Linked DNA regions of Mus musculus: all the other regions are linked to region 3. A link is a contact called in public Hi-C and HiChIP or PLAC-seq data. All regions are on one chromosome and are shown on one strand. Each heading gives the region's core, a stretch centred on a gene start, on an enhancer-like site or on the middle of the called end of the contact. The rest is flanking DNA. Distances are from core to core; before and after follow the strand shown.

What was found. A called contact is a pair of places that touch in the nucleus more often than the background predicts. HiChIP or PLAC-seq counts read pairs in DNA pulled down with a chosen protein or histone mark.
Region 1: a contact with region 3 is called in a Hi-C map of bone marrow-derived macrophages, with 17 read pairs. The contact joins two enhancer-like sites.
Region 2: an H3K4me3 HiChIP or PLAC-seq map of embryonic basal ganglia shows a contact between it and region 3, with 6 times the contacts expected there. The contact joins the promoter of Slc41a2 here to the enhancer-like site in region 3. A contact is called at or near these places in 16 of 39 promoter capture datasets (the 3T3-L1 cell line, 3T3-L1-derived adipocytes, the C10 cell line and 10 more), 2 of 15 datasets of contacts at CTCF or cohesin (the NIH/3T3 cell line and large pre-B cells), 16 of 484 Hi-C or Micro-C datasets (the AML12 cell line, B cells, the G1E-ER4 cell line and 11 more), 17 of 115 datasets of contacts at active chromatin or transcription factors (bone marrow-derived dendritic cells, bone marrow-derived macrophages, craniofacial prominence and 10 more) and 5 of 9 other capture datasets (adipose tissue, embryonic stem cells, liver and 2 more).
Region 4: a Hi-C map of bone marrow-derived macrophages shows a contact between it and region 3, with 35 read pairs. The contact joins two enhancer-like sites. A contact is called at or near these places in 4 of 15 datasets of contacts at CTCF or cohesin (the NIH/3T3 cell line, embryonic stem cells, large pre-B cells and 1 more), 36 of 484 Hi-C or Micro-C datasets (the C2C12 cell line, ECoMG myeloid progenitors, the G1E-ER4 cell line and 25 more), 7 of 115 datasets of contacts at active chromatin or transcription factors (bone marrow-derived dendritic cells, embryonic basal ganglia, embryonic forebrain and 4 more) and 2 of 9 other capture datasets (bone marrow-derived macrophages and embryonic stem cells).

The regions. Positions count from the first base shown.
Region 1 is chr10:83,396,422-83,399,262 of GRCm38.p6, reverse strand. No RefSeq gene overlaps it. Among named protein-coding and RNA genes, the nearest start is that of D10Wsu102e, 38 kb to the right of the region's middle. Within about 2 kb of position 1,427, at least 15 of the 459 cell types and tissues checked have an H3K27ac peak or open chromatin away from gene starts, as enhancers often do. A contact at or near this core is called in bone marrow-derived macrophages, where this site is marked.
Region 2 is chr10:83,336,486-83,339,185 of GRCm38.p6, reverse strand. Slc41a2 (solute carrier family 41, member 2) reads left to right here and starts at 1,369. Exons shown (of 11, transcript NM_177388.3): 1 at 1,369-1,426. It overlaps Gm40722 (predicted gene, 40722), which reads right to left and starts at 497. Exons shown (of 2, transcript NR_168611.1): 1 at 314-497.
Region 3 is chr10:82,898,833-82,901,532 of GRCm38.p6, reverse strand. No RefSeq gene overlaps it. Among named protein-coding and RNA genes, the nearest start is that of Eid3, 34 kb to the right of the region's middle. Within about 2 kb of position 1,407, at least 151 of the 459 cell types and tissues checked have an H3K27ac peak or open chromatin away from gene starts, as enhancers often do. A contact at or near this core is called in B cells, bone marrow-derived dendritic cells, bone marrow-derived macrophages and 10 more, where this site is marked.
Region 4 is chr10:83,220,307-83,223,006 of GRCm38.p6, reverse strand. No RefSeq gene overlaps it. Among named protein-coding and RNA genes, the nearest start is that of Slc41a2, 120 kb to the left of the region's middle. Within about 2 kb of position 1,251, at least 7 of the 459 cell types and tissues checked have an H3K27ac peak or open chromatin away from gene starts, as enhancers often do. A contact at or near this core is called in bone marrow-derived macrophages, where this site is marked.

The DNA.
Region 1 (2,841 bases), core at 178-2,677, 500 kb before region 3:
AGAGACAAACATACTGCCTACCACAGATACAAAATTAACATGATATTTTCTTCCTCAACCATCCCAAACGGACCAGGATATGCTCCTGAACAAATGATTGCAGGTGTAATGTTTGCTCTCCACCCTATGCAGACAGACATACCCTGCTGGAGTTTTGCACCTCTGTTACAATAACTCTACAGGTCTAAGACCACATAATGCCTGCTGCCACAGATCCACCTGAAACAATGCCATCTCCTGAGACATACAGACAACAGCTGCCTTCCTCCTCTAAGATTTCCTAAGTCAGGCGCGGCCACCAGCCACCATAACTCCCAGGTAGGACTATGAAACATAAATTTTATGCCTCGGTCCAGCTATTTTATTTATATGAACATGGGGGAAAATATAACCTCCTCCAGCCTAAAGCAGGCTGATCCAGACTTTGACCTTGCTGCCACTAAAAAGGAGATTACCTAGGGTGGAGCCTTCAGACCTAGATGACTCTATTGTTCAGCCACTGCCGCTGTTCTCCTTCAAGACATTGCTACCTGCTGAGAGTCCCCTGAGATATTCCAGAGACTACACCCTATCCTGCACATTGTCACCTGCAGCTGGTTTCAGGCACCAAGAATGGATTGGCGGGAATGCCCCCCCCCACTTCCAAGCACATATGCTACTAAACATTTGAGCTTTGATCAGGAACCTTGACTTAGCTCCATTATTTCTCTCGAGAGTCTAGTTCTCTTTCAGCTCCAGTCTGCCTCCCAGGTGTACCCCGTTTCTTGTAAGCAGCAGGTTGGCTCTCAGCACAAGCCCACGATAAGAGGGGCTGCTTCATCCCTCCTCACTCTCCTCTCTTCTTTCCCCTCACTCATTCTAACCTCTTATTCTAGCCTTTCTTCTCTCCTTTTCCCCTTCTCTCCTCTTGGCAATGGCCATTCTCTCACCCTCTCTCCCTCTCTCTCTCTCTCCCTTTTCTCTTTCCCTCTGCCTTTCTACAATAAAGCTCTAAAACTATAGACTGTCTGTTCATCAAGGCCTGCTGTGCTTGGACAATGTGGTAGGCTTTCTGCTAACAGCCGTTTCTAATCTCCCAATGGAAGGCCTTCCTGTGCCCTACCCACGGACCGGACTAAGGACTCTTACCTGCATGGAAACCTCTCTCCCTGTGCCCTCTTTCCCGTAACCCTGGGACCGAGGGTGTCACTCTGGGGACCCTGGTATCAGGGGCTGCCCCTTGTCCACCAACCATCAAGTGGGGTCAGTGGCTTAGATGCCCACCTGGGGCGGAGTGGAAAGCGTATGGCAGCACTCCTGCGTCTACCTTCCCAGAGCACAGGAGCTCTGGCTGGACGCAGGCTATTTCACTCCCCCTTCTTCCCTAACACTCCCATTTCCCTACAGAGGGCCATTTCAAAAGTGGAAGCCCCAACCTTGGTAAAAAGATCCCGGTCCTTCTGGTGTGGCCTGACACCACACACCCCTTGTCCAAGTTGCAAGAATGGGTTCCATTGGGCCAGAGACTTCAAATCCAAGTTTGATCTTAGGGGGCAGCCTTTAAACTCCCTAGGGTCTGTCCCCATTCCTGTTAAATAAAGGGAGATCAGCAGTCAGGGCCCTCTGGATTCTCCCACTTATCTCAGAGATATGTCTCAAGATGACTCTCACTATAGGAGAAAATACATTCAGATTCCTCACTGACACTGGGGCTGATCACACAGTATGAGGAATGAGGAAGTTCCTCCTTCCTGGCAGCTGTCACCAGGCCCTCAGCTTCTAGGCCTGGGAGGGCAATCAAATCATTGGGAAACTGTTAGCTGGCAGACCTGAGTTGATCACAATGGTAATCGTGGTAATTGAGATGAGCCCCCTAGTAGTTGCTGGGCTCACCGCTAACTTCCTGAGAGAAGATGTCCTTGTGGAAGCTGAGGTATTTCTTACAACTGGCCATAAGACCTTAGACACTGGGAAACAACATGAGGAACAACAGGAGCAACAATTTGAACCAGGAAGGGAAGTAATTCCAAATTATAGAGATGACCTCCATTTTGAAAGGGTCCAAAGACAATCTTCACAGCCTCACCCCAATTCTAGGGGCCACTGCTCAGCCCCTCATGCCAAAAATACGTTGGCTACTTAGGGTCCCATCTGAGTCAAGCAGTGGCCTATACCCACTCAAAGATTATATCAGATAGCTTCTGGGACAGGCCGTTTCAGGTATTCATCTTCAGCCAGGAAGCAGATCTGAGCTCCAGACATCTGGGCTCCTTCCCCGCAAGAGGAGAGGTGGCTGGCAGTGAGTGGTCTGACCTCTGGAGCATGGGAGAGAGCCACCTTGTATCCCAGGTCCCTCAGAGACCAGTCTGTGCAGGACAGCGCAGACCGCTGATGCAACATACCTTCTGTTACAGGCCCCATTTCAGGCCTCCATCTTCAACCAAGAAGCAGATCTGAGCTCCAGACATCTGAGCTCCTTTCCCGTCAGAGGAGAGGTGGCCTGCAGAGTGCTCTTACCACTGAGACTCAGGAGAGAGCTGAACTCCCAGGAGTGCTTGACAGAGGCTAACAGAAGCACGGGAGGAACAAGCTCCAGCCAGAGACAGCTATAACAACTAATGCCAGAGATTACCAGATGGCAAAAGGGAAACGTAACAATCTTACTAACAGAAACCAAAACCACTCACCATCATCAGAACCCAGCCCTCCCACCTTAGCCAGTCCTGGACACCCCAACACACCCGAAAAGCAAGATTCAGATTTAAAATCATATCTCATGATGCTGGTAGAGGATTTTAAGAAGGAAATTAATAACTCACTTAAATACAGGAGAACACGGCTAAACAGGTAGAAAGCCTTAAA
Region 2 (2,700 bases), core at 120-2,619, 440 kb before region 3:
ATCCTTTAAAGATTTTAAATTACTGTATATCTGTGTGCACGGATTGGGTATGTGCTCATGAATGCTAATTAATGCCCGTGGAAGGCAAAAGAAGGCACTTCGTCCAGCTAAGCTGGTGTTTCCAGGTGTGTGTGTGTGTGTGTGTGTGTGTGTGTGTGTGTAGGTAGGTGCTGGAAACTAAATTTGTGTCCTGTGCAAGAGCAGTACCTGTTTGTAACTGCTAAGCATATCTCCTGTCTTTAACTCCCTCCCACCCCCGCACCCAGCCCACACACACAAAATTTGATCTAGGGCTGGGCACAATAGTACATACCTGTAATTCCAGAACAGGAAGGGTAAGAGTTTGAGAGAAGGTTGGAAAATGATGGTGTGCGCCTTCAATCCCAGCATTGAGAGGCTGAGGCAGACAGCTCTCTGTGAGTTCAAAGGCAGCTTGGGCTACATAACAGGTGTCAGGCCAGTCAGAGCTGCACAGAGAGACTTTGTCCTCTAGGGTTTAAAAAAAAAAAAAAAAAAAAAAAAACAAAAAAAAACAAAAAAACAAACAAACAAACAAACAAAAAAAACCAACCCAAGCCGGGCGTGGTGGCGCACGCCTTTAATCCTAGCACTTGGGAGGCAGAGGCAGGCGGATTTCTGAGTTCTAGGCCAGCCTGGTCTACAAAGTGAGTTCCAGGACAGCCAGACCTACACAGAGAAACCCTGTCTCGAAAAACCAAAAAAAAAAAAAAAAAAAAAAAAAAAAAAAAAAACCCACAAGAAAATGAGGGTGGTTGTTGTTTTGTTTTGTTTTGAGACAAGATCTCACAATGTAACCCTGGTTTTCCTGGAACTTGCTGAGTAGAGAACTGGTCTTGAACTCACTGAGAACTACCTGGCTCTGAGATTAAAGACAGGTGCCATCATGTCCAGTCAGATGGAAGTGTCTCTGTGTGTGTGTCCCTGTCCCCACCTGAAAAGGTGCTAAATTACCCCCATCTGAATTTGGTGAAAACTTTGGTCTAAGGTAATAGAATAATAGCCTCAGAATCAAAACGAGCAGTTTCCCCCCAAGAGTCAGTGCTCTGGGGCTCACATCTTTGCAGGGTGGGATGGTGGAGTCCCACTAGCTGAACCGCACATAGTAGGTGCTTAACAAACAGTCATGGAAGCAGCCCCCGATTTTCCTTGGCAAATTCTGGCTCAAGTCTACCTTGGCTCCCAAAACTCGAGCGTGGGCAAACTGCAAAGCTCGGCTGAGCAGCGCAGTGCACTTGGCTCTGACCCTGCCAGGCGCTCGGAGGGCGTGACGCGCTGCCCGCACGTCTCCTCCCCGTCCTTTGGCCTCCCAGAAGAGCGCAACGAACGACTCCCACGTCCTCGGCTTCATTCCGCTCAGCAAGGAACGCGAGCTGGACCCCCGACGAGGCCCGGGGCTGACGGAGCGGTGAGAGGAGGATGCGCGGGCTGGGATGCGGTTGGGAGGATGCGCAGGACAGCCTAAGCTAACCAGCCAGGAGTCGTAGCTGGCAGGAGGGCGAGCGGTCAAGTGGGCAGGCGAACAAGCCGGCGGGCGGGCGGCTGCCGGGGCGCGGCCGCGGATCCGGGTAGCCTCCGGGCGGCCACATCAGCGGCTCTCCGCGGGCCCAGCCGGCTGCGCGCGTGCGCGGGGCGGGGCGGGGTGCGCGCGAGTGGCCGCGGGCATCGGGCGACTGTCAGTGGCAGCGAGGAGGCGAGGCGGGCCCGCGGGGCTGGGCCGGGCTCACCGACTCCCAGAGCGTCGCCGCGCTCGGGCTCGGCGCAGGCTGCCGCGGCGGGAGCGGAGACAGAGGCACGGCTAGGTGTGGGAGGGCGGTGGTGCGGCCGGATGCTGGAGCCTCGCCCGGCGGGACCCGAGGCCGCCCCGTTCTGTCCAGCCCTGCCCGCCGCTGCCCGGCTCCGGTGGCCGTGACTGGGGGCGCGCGCCGAGGGATGGAGGAAGGTGAGCTCGGATGCAGATGCTGCGAGGCGGGTTGCGCTCACCCCTGGAGCCTGCTTCGGGGCTCAGCAGCGTTGCCACCCAGTTCTTGGCTTTATGGATGCACACTATACCTCAATTTTAAGAAGCCTCGGTGTCCATTTATGGCGAGAGCTGGCATGTTTGTGTGTTACCTATATATTATGTTCTTAGGTATAGTGCCCCGGTGTCATCTTTTTGTAAATGGACGCTTGATTGACCGATGAGTCATGTAGCATACGTGCTACTTATCTCTCCCAAAGGTGGCTTTACGTGTATTCATCTAGTTTTGTAACTGTCACTACTATCTCTCTCTCTCTCTCTCTATATATATATATATATATATACATATATATATATATATGTATGTATGTATGTATGTATATATATATATATATATATATATATATCTCCAAACGAAACCCTATACCTTTTAGTTGCTTGCCACCCATTCCCCCCACTGCCCCAACTAATTTTTCTGTGCCTATGCATTTGCTCTTTGGAGACACTAATGAAATCATACAGTATTTGTGGTTTCCCACCTCCTCCGTTTAAAGACAAGATTTTGACTCTTCCCTTATAGTTGAGGCTAATCAGAATTCGTGGTCCTCCTGCCTCAATTTCTCAAGTGGTGATCTCACACAGGATTGTACCACACCCAACCAACGTGTCTGTGGCTTTTTGTCTGGCTTCCTTCACGTAGCCAGACTGTTTTCAAAGCTCAT
Region 3 (2,700 bases), core at 158-2,657:
CTCTCCAGCACGTTTGTATTTCTGAACTGCCATCTTTCAGCACCCTATCTTCAGCTGTCTGGGAACCAGATCCAACTGGCTCCAGGCTGAGAGCCTTCGGTGTAGGCAGTGAAAGAGCGGGTCATTGTGCTTCTTTACTCAGGTTTGTGCCTTCACCTTCAGAAGCATTTTTTTTTTAAATAAGCATTTTGGCAAATGCTGGGCTTTTGTTCGTGGTACTTAGTGGTTGGGATGACCCAGCTGCCGCTATCTTAGCAACATTAACAATGCTCATGGATAGCCTGGCGTAGTGGCGCACACCTTTAATCCCAGCACTCGGGAGGCGAAGGCAGGCAGATTTCTGATTTTGAGGCCAGCCTGGTCTACAAAGTGAGTTCCAGGACAGCCAGGACTACACAGAGAAACCCTGTCTCGAAAAACAAAAAACAAAACAATGCTCATGGGTGACTGAGAACCCCCTGATACCCACTTTCTCTCCTCACTGGCAGACCCTGCTGAGCCCCCACTCCTACCGGACCCTCTGAAGATCAAAGGAGTAGGCACACAGTAACACGTATTGGGTTGTTATGCAATTTGATCAGAATAGTCTGAAGGGATGTTGGAAGAATTGATACAGGCAATATAAATCAGCAAGAGATGCAGGGAAAGTCGGAAAGGGGCAGTTGCCATGGAAACAAGGGGAGGGAGCATTACAATCTACGGTATGTCACAGCGTGCTTTCTCAGTCCCAAGAAAGTGTAAAATTCCTCCATGAGAGTTGGTTGGCAGGGAGCATTGGCGAATTCAAGCACCTTTGAAAAGCCGGGTGGAGAGGGTAAGAGTGGGGCCCTGGTACAACACTTCAGTCTTTCAGCTTCCGGCTCATTACTGAACAAAAGGTGGATCTGTCTGCCAGCTTGCAAAGTATGAGCTCACATTTTACAGATGAGGGACCTGAGGGAACAGTGACACTAAGCAGAGTCTCCATCAGTGGCTGTCCACCGGGAGGCAGAGCTGGGGTTCAGCCCCAGGTGGTCTAGGTCAGGAATGAGGTGGAAACACAATGTGCCCAAAGCTAGCTGGCTGCCTGTCACTTACTGCCCTAGTTTGCTCTTTTGTTGCTGTGATAAAATGCTGACTAAAACTAACGGGGAGGAAAGGCTTACTTCAACTTACACTCGCAGGTAACAATCGGTTACCGAGTGACGTCAGCACAGGGACCTACAGACAGGAACTGAAGCAGAGACTGTAGAGCGATGGCTCTCTGTGGTTGGAGGTCACCATAACATGAGGAACTAACTATGTTACAGGGTTGCAGCCTTAGGAAGGTTGAGAACCTGCGCCATAAGGAACGCTGTTTACTGACTTCCTTACACAAGAGCTGCCAGCCCAGGGATGGCACCTCCCACAGTGGGCCGGGCCATCCGACATCAATCATTTGTCTGGGCACTGCCCCACTGACAAACCCACAGACCAGTCTGAACAGGGCAGTTCCTCAGTGGTCCTCTCGCTCCCCACGTGACTCTAGTTTGTGTCCACTTGACAAGAAACACTAACCAGCAATTCCCCAGTGTGGTGGTTTGAATGAAAATGACCCCCAATAGGCTCATGGGGAGTGGCACTATTCGGAGGTGTGGCCTTGCTGAAGTGGGCGTGGCCTTGTTTGGCGGAAGTGTGTCACTGTGCGGGCAGGTTTTGAGATTTCCTATGTATGTGCAAGCTACAACCAGTCAGTCTCCTTCTGCTGCCTTTGGATCAAGATGCAGAACCCTGAGCTCCTCCAGCACCATGCTTGCCAGAACACTGCCATGCTCCCCATGATAAGGGATTGAACTTCTGAAACCAGAAGCCAGCCCCAATTCAATGTTTTCCTTTATAAGAATTGAATTGGTCATGGTGTCTCTTCACAGCAATGAAACCCAAACTAAGACACCCAGGGCAGGGATTGGGGTGAGGCGGAAGTGTGACCCTCAGCCCAGGCAATAGTGAGCACTCCCTGTATGTGTATCAGTGCTCCTGTCCTCCAGGCTGCTCCCCCCACCCCCTTCACAGCACTGCCACTCAAAGATGAAGTGGAAACGGAAGGGTTCTCTGGAAAGTCGGTTGGATGGTGTTTTGCTGGGGCAAACACATGAAGTGGACACAGGTGTGAATGGCTAAGGCAGACAACATTTAGCTGACGCAGACACAGGAGAGGATGTTCTGCTAAAGCACGTGAAAAGACAAATGATGAAGGGTTCTTTGCTAATGACGCACATGTGTTGGTCTGCCTTACATGGCATAGTTGAGCTGCATTTGTCAGGAGCCTATAGAGAGGAACACACCAAAAAAGTTCTGGTGGTGTGCTGCAGTTTTTTTGCTGCTTCCGAGGAATCAGGCTGATTGGCAGAGGGATATCAGCTGAGACAGACACGAATGCTGAAGTAAGATCCGAGGAGGGCATGTGATGTTTGTTTGGAGGGAGTATAAATAGGACTCCGTGGACAGGAGGAGGGAGTATAAATAGGACTCCGAGGACAGGAGGAGCTAGGAGGCGGAGCTAGGCTTGCTTACAGAGAGGGCTAGTGGATCTCAGAGTCTTCTGGGGTCCTTCCTGGTCCCTCCTGCTAACTTGTGCTAAGGCTGAGGCCTGGCTGTTTCTGCTAGGTCGTACCACCAATGCTGATTTGTGTTTGCTCTCCTGACTTTGATACTGATTTGTCTGGACTGCTGGTGTTGTCT
Region 4 (2,700 bases), core at 2-2,501, 320 kb before region 3:
ATCTTGAAGTAAGTACCACTGACCTAGGGTCGGGGGTCTTACAGTCCACTACCAAAATGTAAAGAAAGAGGGGCACACACCAGGTCAGTGTGCATGCCACATGTTAGTGTTCTGTTGCTGTGAAATGACCCAGAGACCAAGACAATGCAAAAAGAAAGCATTTAATTGGGGGATTTCCTTACAATTTCAGAGGGTGAGTTTATGACCATCATGATGGGGAGTGTGGTGGTGGCAGACAGACAGACAGACAGACAGGCAGGCAGGCAGGCATGGTGCTGGAGCAGTAGCTTACATCTTATCCACAAGTTGGAGGTTGGAGAGAGAGAGAGAGAGAGAGAGAGAGAGAGAGAGAGAGAGAGAGAGAGAAGAGGGGAGGGGAGGGGGGAGGGGAGGTGAGGGGAGCCTGGCGAAGGCTTTTGAAACCTAAAATCTCACCCCCAGTGATATACCTCTCCTAACAAAGCCATACCTCCCGATCCTTCTAAAAACAGTTCCATCAAGTAGGGACAAAGCATTAAATATAAGAGCCTATAAAGGGGAGGGGAACACCACACAATTCTCATGCAGTCCATCATGTCAAAGGAAGGTGACCGCCATTGTATGACTTGCTCAGAGCAAATGAGCAACCACTTTTGCCCTATACATCATGATTTTCTCATCCAAGCATCTTCAGTAGGAAAAGAAGCAAAATGAAGTCACATGACATATGTGATGCTATCCCTGGCTGCCATCTTGACTACATCTGGAATGAACTACAATTCAGAAATGGAGGGCACACCTGTGGTCCAGATCTCGAGACTTTTGACCCAGATCTTGACATGGAGAGCCTGAGGCATAGTGACCATGACATGCTTAAACCCAGGCAAGGTAGAACACACCTTTAATCCTAGGAGATTGAGGCAAGCAGATCTCTGAGTTCAAGATCAGCAAGTTCCAAATCCAGGCGTGGTGGTACACACCTATATTGTGAGCCACACCTTCTGCTAGAGGCCTACATAAGGACATTGAAAGAAGGAAGACTCCCTCTTCTTCACCTGTTTGCACTTACCTGCCAGCACATCTGTTGGAACTTACTTCTTCAGGATTCCAGCTTATACAGAAGACCAGCTGAAACAACTAGACTCCTGGACTGAGCAACTACTAGATTCTTGGACTTCCCATTCACATCTGCCCATTGTTGGGTTAGTTGGACTACAGACTGTAAGTCATTACAATAAATTTCCTCAATATAGGGAGAGATTGCATAAGTTCTGTGATTCTAGAGAACCCTGACTGATACAACGTAGAAAGACATTAAAGCCTAAAAGTAGCTGTGAACACATGATCAGAGAGAGGGAAGGAAAGAGGAAGAGCGGGAAGGACATTATACACAGCAAATATGTAGAAAGTATTTCCTCAAACAAAGACTGCTTTCCAAATGTTAAATCTCTTTTCGCTTGTTTAACAAATAAGTTATCCTTCCAAATCCTTTCTATTCAAATAAAAATGACAATGTCTACAGAGAAATCCTGGAGCCTGGTCCAACCCTTCCCAGGGGGTGGAAAGTTCGTCTGAACTTTACTGCAGATAACTTGTAATTTCCCAGCAACTAGGGGTTCAGGAGAGCCCCATTTAGTTCAGCCTACATGAGGGAAATTTTGAAACTAGTCTTTAAAAGCTTCTAGAAGGTTTTCTTTTGCTTTGGGACAAAGGTCTCCACTCACCTGGCATCACATCCCTCAGTGAACTGACAGATGAAGCTGGATTCCAGAATCCTAATGTTACCATCTCACATGCAGCCACGTATGTGTACATACAGGTGGGGTCATCCAATCCAGACTTATGAAATGATCTGCACACACACAGGCACATCCAACCTTTTGCTACTCCAACATGATATCATCCGCAAGCCATGCAATCTAACTACAAAAAAAACCACAAAATCTTGTGTTTAGGGAAGCCTTAGAGTGTTGTGTAAACCAGCATCCATTGCTCTCCTCGGCCACACACAGCCCATGGGCCTCAGTGGGGGTGGGGGTGGGGCACACATCTGCCTGGACAGCACAGAAAACTCCAGAAGGTAATTTGAGCTAAGAACTGTCTATGGCTTGCCACAGAGTTTCTCTTTTATTTAACTTCATTTATTTGTCTTATGTTTACAAGTGTCTTTTTTTTTTTTTTTTTTGTCTGCAGATCTGACCATGTGTGTGCCTGGTGCCTACAGAGGCCAGAGGAAGGCACTGAATTCCCTGGGACTGGAGTTACAGATGGTTGGGAGCCCTTATGTGAGTTCTGGGAATTGAACCCTGGTCCTCTGAAAGAGCAGCCAGTGCTCTTGAGCCATCTCCCTAGAGACATAGTTCCTCTTGTAATGAAACCCTTGGATATGGAGTCTGTTCCTGTAGTTATAGACAAATATTCACAGTAGAGTCATTACAAAGTATCTGAAAATGGTATTTAGCTTCTCTGGGCACTTAAGGGTTTCTACTAATAGCAATTCAAAACTCAAATAGAACTGAATGGGAAATGCCTGTTTGTGGGGAGAACAGCTTGTGGTCGGTGGCTAATTGGATCTGGCACACTCTTGTGAGTTGCTATGGCTTTGTATTAAGGAGACAGGTGTTATTGGGCATCAGTGCAACCACTATGGACCATACGGGAAGTTAAAAGAGTCTTCGTTACATGCCATACGTGAAACCACTCCTCCTCTTGACATAGAAA